3 separate regions of the Sus scrofa genome follow, and regions 1 and 3 are each linked to region 2. The links are chromatin contacts, called in public HiChIP or PLAC-seq maps. All regions are on one chromosome and are shown on one strand. Each heading gives the region's core, a stretch centred on a gene start, on an enhancer-like site or on the middle of the called end of the contact. The rest is flanking DNA. Distances are from core to core; before and after follow the strand shown. Region 1 holds the start of LAGE3 (EKC/KEOPS complex subunit LAGE3). Region 2 holds the start of LOC110257704 (collagen alpha-1(III) chain-like). Region 3 holds the start of FAM3A (protein FAM3A).

Region 1 (4,327 bases), core at 1,527-4,026, 130 kb after region 2:
AAATCACAGTATTTGAGATAATGCCAATTTACATATTTTCTTTTTGTTTGTTTGTTTTTGTTTTTGTTTTTTTGTCTTTTTGCTATTTCTTGGGCCGCTCCCGCAGCATATGGAGATTCCCAGGCTAGGGGTCGAATCAGAGCTGTAGCCACTGGCCTACGCCAGAGCCACAGCAACTCGGGATCCGAGCCGCGTCTGCAACCTACACCACAGCTCACGGCAACGCCAGATCGTTAACCCGCTGAGCAAGGGCAGGGACCGAACCCGAAACCTCATGGTTCCTAGTCGGATTCGTTAACCACTGCGCCACAACGGGAACTCCCAATTTACATATTTTCTGATGTTTATATTAGTTCTGTTTATTTTTCTTATTGCATTACCTAGACTCTTGAAGACAGCATTTAAAATAAAAAAAAAAGGGAGTTCCCCATTGTGGCTCAGCAGTTAACACACCTGACTAGAATCCATGAGGACTCAGGTTTGATCCCTGGCCTCACTCGGTGGGTTAAGGATCCAACGTTGCATCGAACTGTGGTATAGGTTGAAGATGTAGCTTGGATCCTGCATTGCTATGGCTGTGGTGTAGGCCGGCGGCTACAGCTGTGATTGCACCCCTAGCCTGGGAACCTCCATATGCCATGGGTGCGGCCCTAGAAAGACAAAAAAAAAAAAAAAAAAAAAGATGATAGGATTCTCGTTTCTATTTTAATGGAAATGTCTTGGTATTTCACTGGGGTTTGTTGTCATTGTTGCTAAACTTTGAAATATTATATATTACAGTTATGTTTACTATATAAACGTGACTATAACCCTAAGAAAATACTCCAAAATGTTGACAGTAGTTAATCCTGGATGAAAGACGGCCCCCATCCTCTTCCATCTCTTTTTGTCTTTTTGGGGCTGCATGGCATCTGGAGGTTCCCAGGCTAGGGGTCCGATCGGAGCTACAGCTGCCAGCCTACACCACAGCCACAGCCACGCCACATCTGAGCCGCGTCTGTGACCTACCCCACAGCTCACGGCAACGCCGGATCCTTAACCCACTAAGCGAGGCCAGGGATCGAACCCTAAGCTTCATGGTTCCTAGTCGGATTTGTTTCCACTGGGCCATGATGGGAATTCCTCCTCTCCCATCTCTTAAATTATCTTCAATGACCTTGTAGCACGTGACTGTCTGAGTCCCAGAACCTCCTCTCTAACCTGAGGACAACGGAGGTGCTACAGCTGAAGATAAACTCAGACGTAGCCTCGAAGCTCGATTTTATTTTCTGTGGTTACGAAACATTTAAGCACCAAACAAATAAGCGGATCCTGAGTGCGCAAGGGCCAGTACGGGCAAAAGATGAAGCCCCCATAATAAAGTGGCAATTCTGGCAGGAATCGCTGCCCCAGGAGGGCTGCACTGTCTGGGAAGGGACACAGGGCAGACCTTGGCCCCTCTCCCCAGCCCTGGCTTAGCGGCTAACAGGGGGCCCAAAGCGCTGCATGGTCCGAATCACCAGGGAAAGCTGGTCAAGAAAGTTTACGATGGAAATTCGGAGGAGGCGGGAATCGTCAGCTCTCCAGTGGCTGAAAGTGAGGGAAGTGACAATCAGGCAGGCGGCGGCGGCGGCGCCTCCAGTCCCTAGCTCGGCGCCTCCATCGCTCCCCAGCCGTTGCGATCTGCATTAGAGGTGGGCGCAGGGCAGCGCGTCCGCTCCCTCCCGGTCCTTGAGCGTCTGGGGAGTCGCCAGTAGAGCGCCCCTCGGGGGACCTGGGCCCGCCCACCTGCTGCCACTCCCGACCCGCCCCTTCCAGCACTTACACGGCCAGGTCGCTGCCGCTCACTGTGAGCTCCTTCCCAACCGCCCCTCGGTGGGGCTCAGCATCTGGGGCCAGCGAGCCGCGGGCGATCTCTGCCTCCCAGGAGGACGGGAACGGCACGCTTAGGGCGCTGATGGAAAGTCGGTTAAGGCTGTGGAGTTGGTGCTGTGGGCCGGGTCTCAGGCCGCCCTGACCAGGCTCGTCGCCTTCGGCACCGCTTCCAGCCCCTCCAGACCCGGCGTGGCCCTATAACCGCTCCCGGCGGCCGCGGCCTCCGCCTCGCCTCTCCGCCCCCCGACTCCTCCGTCTCCTCGTCGCTCCCCCCTCCCACGGCGGGCGGCCGCAGCCCGTTCCCCGCCGTCCCCTCGGGCAGGATACAAGACGTGTGCTCGGCTCCGTGGCCTTTTGGCTGCGGACGCGGGGTCTCCGCCCTCTTCCGAAGTGCGCTGGGCCGGCGCCACAGGCGGAACGCCCGCGGCGGCTACGGCAGCAGCGCCCGCGCCGCGGGGGCGGCCCCGGCCGCCAGGGGCACCCCTGCGGCCTGGGCCCTCGGAGCCGCCCGCCGCGCCGCTCGCGCCGGCGGCTGCGTCCGCCGCCTGCATGGCCGCCGCGCTCCGCCCTCGCCCCGCCCTCGGGCCGCGGCTTTCGCGGCCGCGCTCGCCCCGGCGGCTGAGAAGCTCGGGCCCCCTCGCGAAGCCCCGCCCCCCGCGCCGGCTCCGCCCCGCGCGCCTGCGCAAACCGGCCCCGCCGGGGCCGCGGGCCGTGCGTGGTCGGTTCCGGACCGTTGCCTCCCGCGGGGGTGTCAACCGGACCGGACGCGACTGGCCGCGGAGAAGCCGAGCCTCCCTCCGAAATCCCGGCCCCGCGCACGCTGTGTGACGCGATTTCAACTTCCTTTTTCTGTTTTCCTGCAAGTTTTTGACAGTGATTTTATACTCTTTTTTAAACTGGAGACACATTTTTAATCAAAAGTAAGTTTTTAAGGGAGTTCCCGTCGTAGCTCAGTGGTAATGAACCCGACTAGTATCCAGATTCGACCCCTGGCCTCGCTCAGTGGGTGACGGATCCGGCGTTGCCCTGAGCTGTGGTGTAGGTCACAGACGCGGCTCGGATCCCGCGTGGCTGAGGCTGGGGTGCAGGCCGGCGGCTACAGCTCCGATCCGACCCCTGGCCTGGGAACCTCCATGTGCTAGGGGTGCGGCTTTAAAACTAAATGTTTTCAAAGTAACGTGAAATTCTTTTTTTTTTTTTTTTTTTTTTGTCTTTTTGCCATTTCTTGGGCCGCTCCCACGGCATATGGAGGTTCCCAGGCTAGGGGTTGAATCGGAGCTGTAGCCACCGGCCTACGCCAGAGCCACAGCAACGCGGGATCCGAGCCGCGTCTGCAACCTACACCACAGCTCACGGCAACGCCGGATCGTTAACCCACTGAGCAAGGGCAGGGACCGAACCCGCAACCTCATGGTTCCTTGTCAGATTCGTTAACCACTGCGCCGTGCTGGGAACTCCATTTTTATTATTTATTTATTTCTTCGGTTCTTAATTTTTAATATAAATCCTATCAGGTCCCTGCTTGAAATCCTGAAACAATATCCTGCTGCCCTTGGAATCCAAGCCAAACTCCTTGCTGTAGCTGATAAAAGCCCTGTGTGCCCTGGCTCCCAGCTCCTCCACCTGCAGCTGCCTGCTTCCTTGCTCTGTGCAGCCTCTAGGGCATTCTCTACTCCTGCTCTTTGCACTTCCTCTTCCTATTTGGCAAACGCTGTACCCAGACTTTCCTAGGACTGCTTCCTTCTGGTCATTAGTATCTTGGCCCCGGTGTCACCTCTGAGAGGCCTTCGGGATCACCCATCTGACGTATTGCCATGCCCAGGCACCCTTCATCACAATGTCCTTTGCTACATTTCTAATAATCCGAGGCTGTCCTTTTGGACCCTCCTCCGCTGTTCCTGTATTGTCTCTGGGAACTTCTCCCGGCAGTTTATGCCCTAGGTGGTTTGTTGCTTGTTGGATGAAACAGTATTAACTACAACATTCCATCACTGTTAGTTACTCCTCGGTGTGAAACAATGTGTGCACAAAGTTACTCCCCGCAACCTAATGGGGTGGAGAGAAGCCATTGGACAGGAGCACTTGTCTCTCAGTGCAGACTGGGTGAAATCAACAACGGTACATTTACACACTTTTCCTCAACAGCACTGAGAAAGAATGAAAACCTCTAATGAAAAATGAAATGATTTCTGGAATATATCGTTATGTGAAAAAAGCAAAGTGCAAAGAACACCCCCACCCCCACCCACACATGCTTATTGAAAAGAAGAAGAAACACAGGATGGAGAACCCCGAAACTACTGAAAATGAGCACCTATAAGGGTGATTGCATTTCTTGTAATATAACTTTTTGTGTCGTTTTGACTTTGAACCATGTAAATATTTTATATATCCAAAAACATGTTTGGGGAGTTCCCGTCGTGGCTCAGTGGTTAACGAATCCCACTAGGAACCATGAGGTTGAGGGTTCGAT
Region 2 (3,977 bases), core at 419-2,918:
TCAATCCCTGGCCTCACTCAGTAGGTTAAGGATCAGGCTTTGCTGTGAGCTATGCTGTAGATCTCATGCGGCTCAGATTCCATGTTGCTGCGTCTGTGATGTAGGCCAGCAGCTGCAACTCCGATTCGACCCCTAGCCTGGGAACTTCAGTATACTGCCAGTGCAACTCTTAAAAAAAAAAAAAAAGACCAGAAGTGCCCGTTGTGGCACAACGGAAACGAATCCGACCAGGAACCATGAAGTTGCGGGTTCGATCCCTGGCCTTGCTCAGTGGGCTAAGGATCTGGCATTGCCGTGAGCTACAGTGTAGGTTGCAGACGTGGCTCAGATCGGGCCTTGCTGTGGCTGTGGTGTAGACCGGCAGCTGCAGCTCTGATTCGACCCTTTGCATGGGAACCTCCACATGCCGAGGTTGCAGCCCTAAAAAGACGAAAGATGAAAGACCCAAAAAAGTCAAGCAGTTGATATTTTTCTGTAAAAATAGTACAGGATCATTGTAGAAAGTGTTCACAATGCGAATAAGCAGAATTCTTAACCTCACTTAACTGGACGTCTCACACACTCCATGCACCTCTGAGTGGTCACTCCCGTTCACCCTCCCGGCCCCTGGCAGGCTAGGCATTTTGCAGGAATGGAATCACTGCAGCCATTTCGTGTCTGGCTTCTCTCACTTAGCATCATGTTTTTGAGGTTCATCCACATTGTAGCATGTTCCAGAACTTCCTTCTTTTTTTTATGGCCACATAATAGCCCATCCTATGTGTAGACCACATTTTATCCATTCATCAGTTGGTAGGTACTTGGATTTTCACATTTTGTCTACTGTGAATAATGCCGTGGAAATTGCTGTTCAAGTTTGTGGATTATATTGTCACTAGTTTTTGAGTGAAAGTGGAGTTGCTGAGTCACAGGTGATTCTGTTCATCCTTTTGAGTGTGTATGTGTGTTTAAGCAGTTTTGTGAGGAGTAGATGAGACAGACTGTGAAGGTGCTGTGACATCTGTAAAGTAAGGTAAAGCCATTGTGAACACAGCTAGGCCGAGATGTGTGGCCAGGCACCAGCACCACACAGGCTTGCGTTTGGGTGGAGAATGCTCATCTGGTGATACCCACAACAGAAATATTGCCCAGGAATGTGCTGCGGTAGCCTAAGTGGAGCAACGAACCTGACCCATGATCAAAGTGCCAGTTCCAAGGTCCTAAATTTAGGCCCCCTCGGGTGTTGGGTGAGGACAGTCGGACTGATGTAGTAATAGGGGCCGAGAGGAGCCCTGATCAGAGATGCGAGCGGCCCTGTGGCCAGCTTGGCCCAGCTCTAGCTCCTGAGTGCACAGAAGCCGAGATGACAGGGGACAGGCACTTTGTCAACTGGCATGGGTGCTGAAAGTGTCCCAAGGTTCCCTAATTGTCCTGAAGCCACAGACTCTGGCGCCCTTGCCTTCAATCTTCGGAATGTCTCCTTGCTGCTCCTGTTCCCTCCCAGGGAGACACTGCGCACGGACACCGGTGCCCAGCCGCCTGGTTCTAATCCCCGAGGCGGCCGGTGTTTGTGGAGGACAACGAGGTCCCCCTTTTTGCCTCAATTTGTCAAAGGGGATGACGCTGCTGCTGCTGATAGACAGCATCTACCACCTAGCAGCATCCTAGCGCAGGATTGTAGAGGTGACAATGGACATGTCCCTACGGAGGGCCGCCCTGTCTTATGGGCGAGATCCTATCCCGCAGCCCCTGCCCGAGGTCGGCGGGGAATCAGCCCGCCTTTCCCCACCCAGGCCAGCCCTCTCCTCAGCTGCCGCCCTGGCTGCTCGCACCCACCCCAACCGCCTCTACCCACCATTGGACACGGCCTCGCGCTGGCCCGCGCCCCACCCGCCCGGCCGGCGCTGCGCAGGCCGCGCGCTCCCGCCCGCCCCGAGTCCGCCGAGGTGTGCGCGGGCGGCGGCTCGGCCACGTCACAGGCTTGTGTCCCGTCACTCGCGGGCTCCAGCCAATCAGCGTCGCCGACGTCACGCCGGGGTGGGGCCACGCCTTGGGGGAGAGCGCCTGAGGGCGGGAGGCTGGGGCGCCGCTCGCTGCCTGGGACTCGGCCACCCGGCGAGAAGGGGCCGGCGGATAGATCCCTGCTCCCAACCTCAGGCTGACGGGCGGCCGAGGGCAAGGGCCACGGCCAGAGAGATCCGGAAGCTGAGGTGGGGTTTGCGATGGCGGTGGCGAGCTGCCGGGACCAGGGGTGGAGGCGTGCAACACAAGCCCTCCCGCACTTGTAAAGGGATGCCCAGTAGAATATTCCTCTTCAGACTCAGGCGGCCCATGCAGGAGGGATCTGAGGCTGAGTCCTTCAGCCAGACCACAGAGCATGGCCACCTGCAGACACGCCAAACGAAGACACATAACTTCTGTCTCCCTCCAGTGGCACCGAGCCTTGCGGGGCCATACATATAAGAAAAACGCCTGCAACTCAGGAATCCTGAAATGATTTATTGTGTGGTTTCCTATTTACCGAGGAGAACAAACAGCAGAGTTACAGAACACTCAAGGAGCAATCAAGGAGGATAGGGAACAGGGGCACAGATGAAAGATGCCCCCCTCCAACAGGATCCCTACGCCCTGGATCCTGCTGGGAATGGAGTCCTGTTAGGGGTCTAATGGCAACACGGCGTGGCTGCAGAGGGTCTGGAGGACAACAAGCGGCCCCTCGCAGGTATTCCGCACAGGGGAGCTAAGGACACGGTCCTTAAGGGAGAGAACACCAGCCCGCCACGCCACACGTGGGAGGGCAGGCTGCTTCCACCAGCAAGGCAGGCTCGGGGGGACCGGGGGCTTCCCGATGGCCAGCGTTAGCTGAGGCCAACCAGGCAGTCCCGGAGCCACGTTTCAGGGTCCCACGCCTCCAGCCGCTGCCGACCCCTGTTCACATAAGAAAGGCGGAGAGGCTGAGAACTCAGCTGACTCTGGCATTCTGCAAGCCGCGCGAGGACAGTGCTTGATTTGCAGCACCGTCAGCCCTGCAGCTCCAGGACACGAGGGAGTTTTCAGGGCTGCCCTGCAAGTTCTCTGGCTGTCACCCAGTGACTTGAGCTGAGAGGCGACAGCCCTGACCTTGTCGTTTTTTCTCTGCGCCCATGCCCAGGTGCCCTCAGGACTCGTCCCCTACCGCGGGCTTTAGCACCATCGTTGCCTCCGTGACAGTTCAGGGCGGCAGCCACTCCCGCTCCCCAGGCGCGAGCTGCGGTGGGCCCGTCATCCCAGTCGACCGCGGGTGAGAGCGGGACGAATTGTGAGGCCCCTGCAGGCCATGGGTGCCTCGAGCCCCGTTGGTCACTCGGGGGTCAGACAGCTAAGGGACAGAGAGAGTACAGGAAGAAGCAGCCACCCCTGGAGCCAGGGGGAGAAGGGAAGGGGCGCGTGTCCTCGGAAGCCTCGCAGCCAGGATGAGGGGAGTTGAAGAGCAGAGCCCAGCCTCTCTGAGGACGGGCGGCTGCCCTTTCGCAGGGAAGGAGGAAGCGCCATCCTCGGCTAAGAGGAAATGGCCACGGCTCCGTCTTCCAGGGCAGGGCGCTGGTTCCTTCTTCAGTGATACCTCTTTGTGTTTGGATTCATCTGTTGGGCTCTTGACTTCAATGCCCTTGGTGCTGGGGGTCTTTCTCTTTTCCCTGTTAGGGCTGCCCTTGCGGTACCTGGAAGGTGCCAGGCTAGGGCTCAGATCACAGCCGCACCTGCCGGCCTATGCCTCAGCAATGCAGGATCCAAGCCACACCTGCCACCTCCCCTGCAGCTTGGGGCAACGCTGGGACCCTAACAGACGGATCGAGGCCAGGGATGGGACTCGCATCCTCCTGGATACTGTGTCGAGTTCTTAACCCGCTGAGCCACAGCGGGAACTCCCGCCCTCCCCCCCCCTTTTCTTTTTACCGCTAAAGTGCCTTTTCCTTTTGATTTTCTTCTTCTTTTTATAGCCACACCCCTGGCATGTGGAA
Region 3 (3,887 bases), core at 63-2,562, 150 kb after region 2:
CTTGTGGATGGACAGCGCCCTGGGGCCCCACCCAGACACGCCTCGTCCTTCTTGCCTGCTGGCTTGGTTCACCTCCACTGTCCCCTGAAAAGCTGGCCTTTCCCAGGCTCCTGCCCCAGGCTCCCCTCACTGCTGACACTCTCCTCTGCCCCCGGCCTTGGATTAACCCTCACCTGGCAGAGCAGTGACTCGATTTTCCTGCCCCAGCCCTGACCACTCTCGCGGCCACACCTTCCCAGCCAGTTACTCACGGGCCGGCTTCCCTAGGGTCACATTCATAAGGCGGCAACCTTAGCAGCTATGAAATCCGCTCCCAACCCATCCCTCCTCGAGCCCCTCATCTTACTTGTCTGGGCATGAGCAGGGCTGCCACTGGGGTCACATGCAACCCCAGGACCGCTTTGGCCAGCTTGTCCTCTGAGACCACCGCCTCTCCACCCAGCCCCAGACTCCCTGGAGCCTCTCTCCCAGTTGGGAGAAAACGACCATCTTACTCATCGCACAGCTTGGGGAGGTGCACTCCTCGGAGATGAAAAGATCTGCTCAAGGTCATAGAATGAGTGTTTCTGCAGAGGCCTCCATTTCCAAAACCCAACCTTAGGTCCCCCCCAGCGGCTCGGCCCCGACCCGTCCAGACACAAAACTCCCTGGACACCCGGGCCTTCAGGAGCTCTCCTTGCCAAGTCCCTCTCGTTCACTGTGCAAGCCACCCACCTGCCAACCTCATGTCCACTTCTCCCGCTGGGTTGGGGCCGCCGGCAGGTGCAGTGTTTGGGGACAGAGCGCTCTGGGGGGCAACAAAAGAAGAGCAGGTTGGGGCGGGGGTCTGGGATGGGCCCGTGCTGTGGCCTCTGCGCGATCGCTGCAAGGACTTGTTCATTCCACTACCTGACCAGGCTCCTCGGGAACGCGGAGAGAAGCCTTGCCGGGACCGGAGGGGCCTCTGGAACCTGTCGGCTCACGGTCGTGCCCACGGGAGCTCCGAGGGCTGGGAAGTCGAAGTGGTTCCCTCGGACGCGGGCCCCTCCCGTGGGAGGCCCCGAGCTCAGGCCGCCCCTCTGGGTCTGGCGGCCGGCGGCGCGGGTTGGGCCGGCCGGGGACGTGCCTGACCGCGGGGGGAGGCGAGCTCGGTCGGGGGCAGCCCCGTCAGGCCGGCCGCTCCGCTCCGCTCGGCGCGGCGAGGCCAGGGAGCTGCGCTGCGCGGCCCGAGAAGCCTGGCAATGGCGGCCCCGGGGCGGGAGCCCGGCCCACGGGCGCCACCTCCGCTGTCGGCCGGGCTGGGCGGCCGGGCCCCCGGTGGGAGGGCCCGGCCCGGCCCCGCCCCCGACGCGCGCTCCCGCGCAGTCGCGTGCTGCTGAGGGGGAGGAGCCCGGCCCGGCCCCGCCCACGAGGTTTCGGCTCAGACCCGGCTTTGAGGGCTGCGGCTAGGCTCGGGCCCCGCGCTCGGCTTTCTGAGGCCTCGGAAGGGGCGGGTGGGTCTGGGCGCAGGATGAGAAATTGTTTCAGAGTTAATCCACGTGCCTCTTAGAGAAGTGGGGGTAGAGACGAGCCCGGCGGGGAACCGGGAAGGCGACCAGGCCAGCGGGCTCGGCCCTGCCACACACACGCCCTCGCCGCCTGCTTTCTAGAGGGAGGCTCCCCGCTCGCTCTGAGGATGGCGGGGCGTCTAAACGCCGCGCTGGGAAACGCCTCGGGCCTCCGGGCGCAGCGCCCAGCGCACCGGGAGAGCTGCGGCCAGCCCTGCCGCCTGGACCCGTCTCCCTGGATACTAGCCGCATTCTTTTTATTATGATTTTTGTCTTCTCTAGGGCCGCACCCGCGGCACATGGAGATGCCCAGGCTAGGGGGCTAATTGGAGCTGTAGCCGCCGGCCTACACCAGAGCCACAGCAATGCCAGATCGGAGCCGTGTCTGCGACCTACACCACAGCTCATGGCAGCCCCGGATCCTTAACCTACTGAGGGGGGCCAGGGATCAAACCCTCAACCTCCCGGTTCCTAGCCGGATTCGTTTCCACTGCTCCATGATGGGACCTCCACTAGTCGCATTCTTAACCCGCTGAGCCACAACAGGAACTCCAGACTGCTGGTTCTTGGGGACAGTGTATACTGCTCAGAGCAGGCGTTCTGGGAAGGTGGCTTTAATGAGTCCCCCTGAGAGTCCAGAGGCAGACCATCAGCCACAGGGGCACCACACTGGCGATGGACCGGAGGCCTGCGATTCGATTCATTCCTGGTCTTCTGTGCCGCAGGGGCAGCCCTGTTCCTCTGGGGACTTGGAGAGGATGAGACCCTTGTGTCCCCACCCAGCCTCTTGCCTGTGCCCCAGTGTAGCTCCCATAGCTGCGATGCCAGTTTGCTGTTTCCTTGGCTCCTTGTGTCCCTGCCTGAGGCGAGGCACCCAGGGCAGTGCCCTCAGCCCATCCCTCATCGCCCTCAGTACAGACCCCAAGCGCTGAGCTGTCGTTTGTGGTGATCATGTGCTTATGCCCCTGAGTAGGCACCCAAAGCTGAGGTGACAGCTGGTGGTCCTCAGTTGGGCCCTCATGTCTTCGTTCCGTCTAGGCAGCCAGAGCTGAACAGACTGTCCTCATGCGCGACCTTTGGCCCCAACCCTAGATTGGCCAACTGGATCTCGGGCGACAGTCAAACACCCTCACCTGAGGTCGTCTCTGCCACAGTGTAGGAATGACCCTGATGGCCCGCGGCTTTCCATTCCAGGGTGGGTACCAAGACATGTGCCTTCACTGACCCATCTCACCTGGGCCCTGGCGTTTCAGGGCCCTCTGCTGGGCCAGGTCCCTGCCCCACTAGCTCCCATTGCTGAAGCACTACTCGTGTGCTGTGTCTTGGTTCCTGCCTCAGGGTGGGGACCTCACCTGTCTCTTGTGCCTTTACCAGAGCTTAGGCACCCAGAGTGGACGTGAAGTGACTCTACACCTGGGCCCTTAAGGCTCACCCTAGGCCAGCATCCCAAAGCCAAATGGTAGTCGAGCCCTGAAATTTGGACCCGATGCCTCTAAGCTGGTGTGGGCACCCAGGGCTGAGGGCTACTGGCTGTCCTCACGTGGGCCCTTCTGCTCTGTCCCAGTGTAGAGAGAGTCAGTGCCAGCCGAAAGCCCTCAGCGCCACTGTCACCTCCTAGAGCTCAGGCGACAGGTGTCTTTCCTCTCCTGGGACCGGCTGCATCTGCTGCAGGGCAAGCACGCAGGCCCTCGTCCCTTTCCCCACTGGAGGGCCTCACAGCTGCGGGGACATTTGTCTCAAGTCAGCGAGGCCCTAACGACTATGTCAGTCCTGAGCTTCGCCCGGATATGACGTGACCGGTGACTGTCCCCCTGCTTCTTCCCTGTCTCAGGCTCCTGGAGAGATCACAGCTACTGTCCTCAGGGCCCTCATCTCTTCATCACCAGGAGGCACTCAGTGGTCAGGTGAGAGCCGAGTGTTCTCAGCAGGCCCTCACGTCTCTGCCACGGGGTAGCATCCAGAGCTGAGGTGTCCGCTGACTGCCCTCCGTGTCACAGTGAGGACACTCAGAGCAGATCAGGTCGGGAGGGCCCCACTCTCCTGCTCACGCGTGGTCATCACACGTGGGGGCCCGGGAGCAGCCCCTGGTCCTCCGTGACACGGCGATCCAGGCTTCTACGTGTCCCCCTCGGTGATGCCACGGCAGCAGGTCCCCCAGAACACAGCTCTACCAGGTTCCCAAAGTCTGTAGACCCCAGCGGGGTCAGGAAGGGGCCCTGCAGCTTCGTTTATCTTGTTTCTCTCCTGAGGCTTGGCGGTCATCCTCCGGCTGGCATTTTGAGGCTGTGCGTCCCCGGACTGCGGGCCAGGGCGCCTGGCCGAGTCTTCCCCAAGCAGGCAGCACGGCGCCCTCTGGTGGCA

What was found. HiChIP or PLAC-seq counts read pairs in DNA pulled down with a chosen protein or histone mark.
Region 1: a contact with region 2 is called in an H3K27ac HiChIP or PLAC-seq map of skeletal muscle. The contact joins the promoter of LAGE3 here to the promoter of LOC110257704 in region 2. A contact is called at or near these places in 2 of 2 datasets of contacts at active chromatin or transcription factors (alveolar macrophages and skeletal muscle).
Region 3: a contact with region 2 is called in an H3K27ac HiChIP or PLAC-seq map of skeletal muscle. The contact joins the promoter of FAM3A here to the promoter of LOC110257704 in region 2. A contact is called at or near these places in 1 of 47 Hi-C or Micro-C datasets (subcutaneous adipose tissue) and 2 of 2 datasets of contacts at active chromatin or transcription factors (alveolar macrophages and skeletal muscle).

The regions. Positions count from the first base shown.
Region 1 is chrX:125,000,430-125,004,756 of Sscrofa11.1, forward strand. It overlaps LAGE3 (EKC/KEOPS complex subunit LAGE3), which reads right to left and starts at 2,777. Exons shown (of 3, transcript XM_003360514.3): 1 at 2,182-2,777; 2 at 1,805-1,933; 3 at 1,244-1,569. The coding sequence starts at 2,762. The coding sequence ends at 1,455.
Region 2 is chrX:124,868,628-124,872,604 of Sscrofa11.1, forward strand. LOC110257704 (collagen alpha-1(III) chain-like) reads left to right here and starts at 1,669. Exons shown (of 9, transcript XM_021079886.1): 1 at 1,669-1,925; 2 at 3,131-3,259. The coding sequence starts at 1,669.
Region 3 is chrX:125,023,807-125,027,693 of Sscrofa11.1, forward strand. It overlaps FAM3A (protein FAM3A), which reads right to left and starts at 1,313. Exons shown (of 9, transcript XM_005674051.3): 1 at 889-1,313; 2 at 715-787. The coding sequence starts at 727.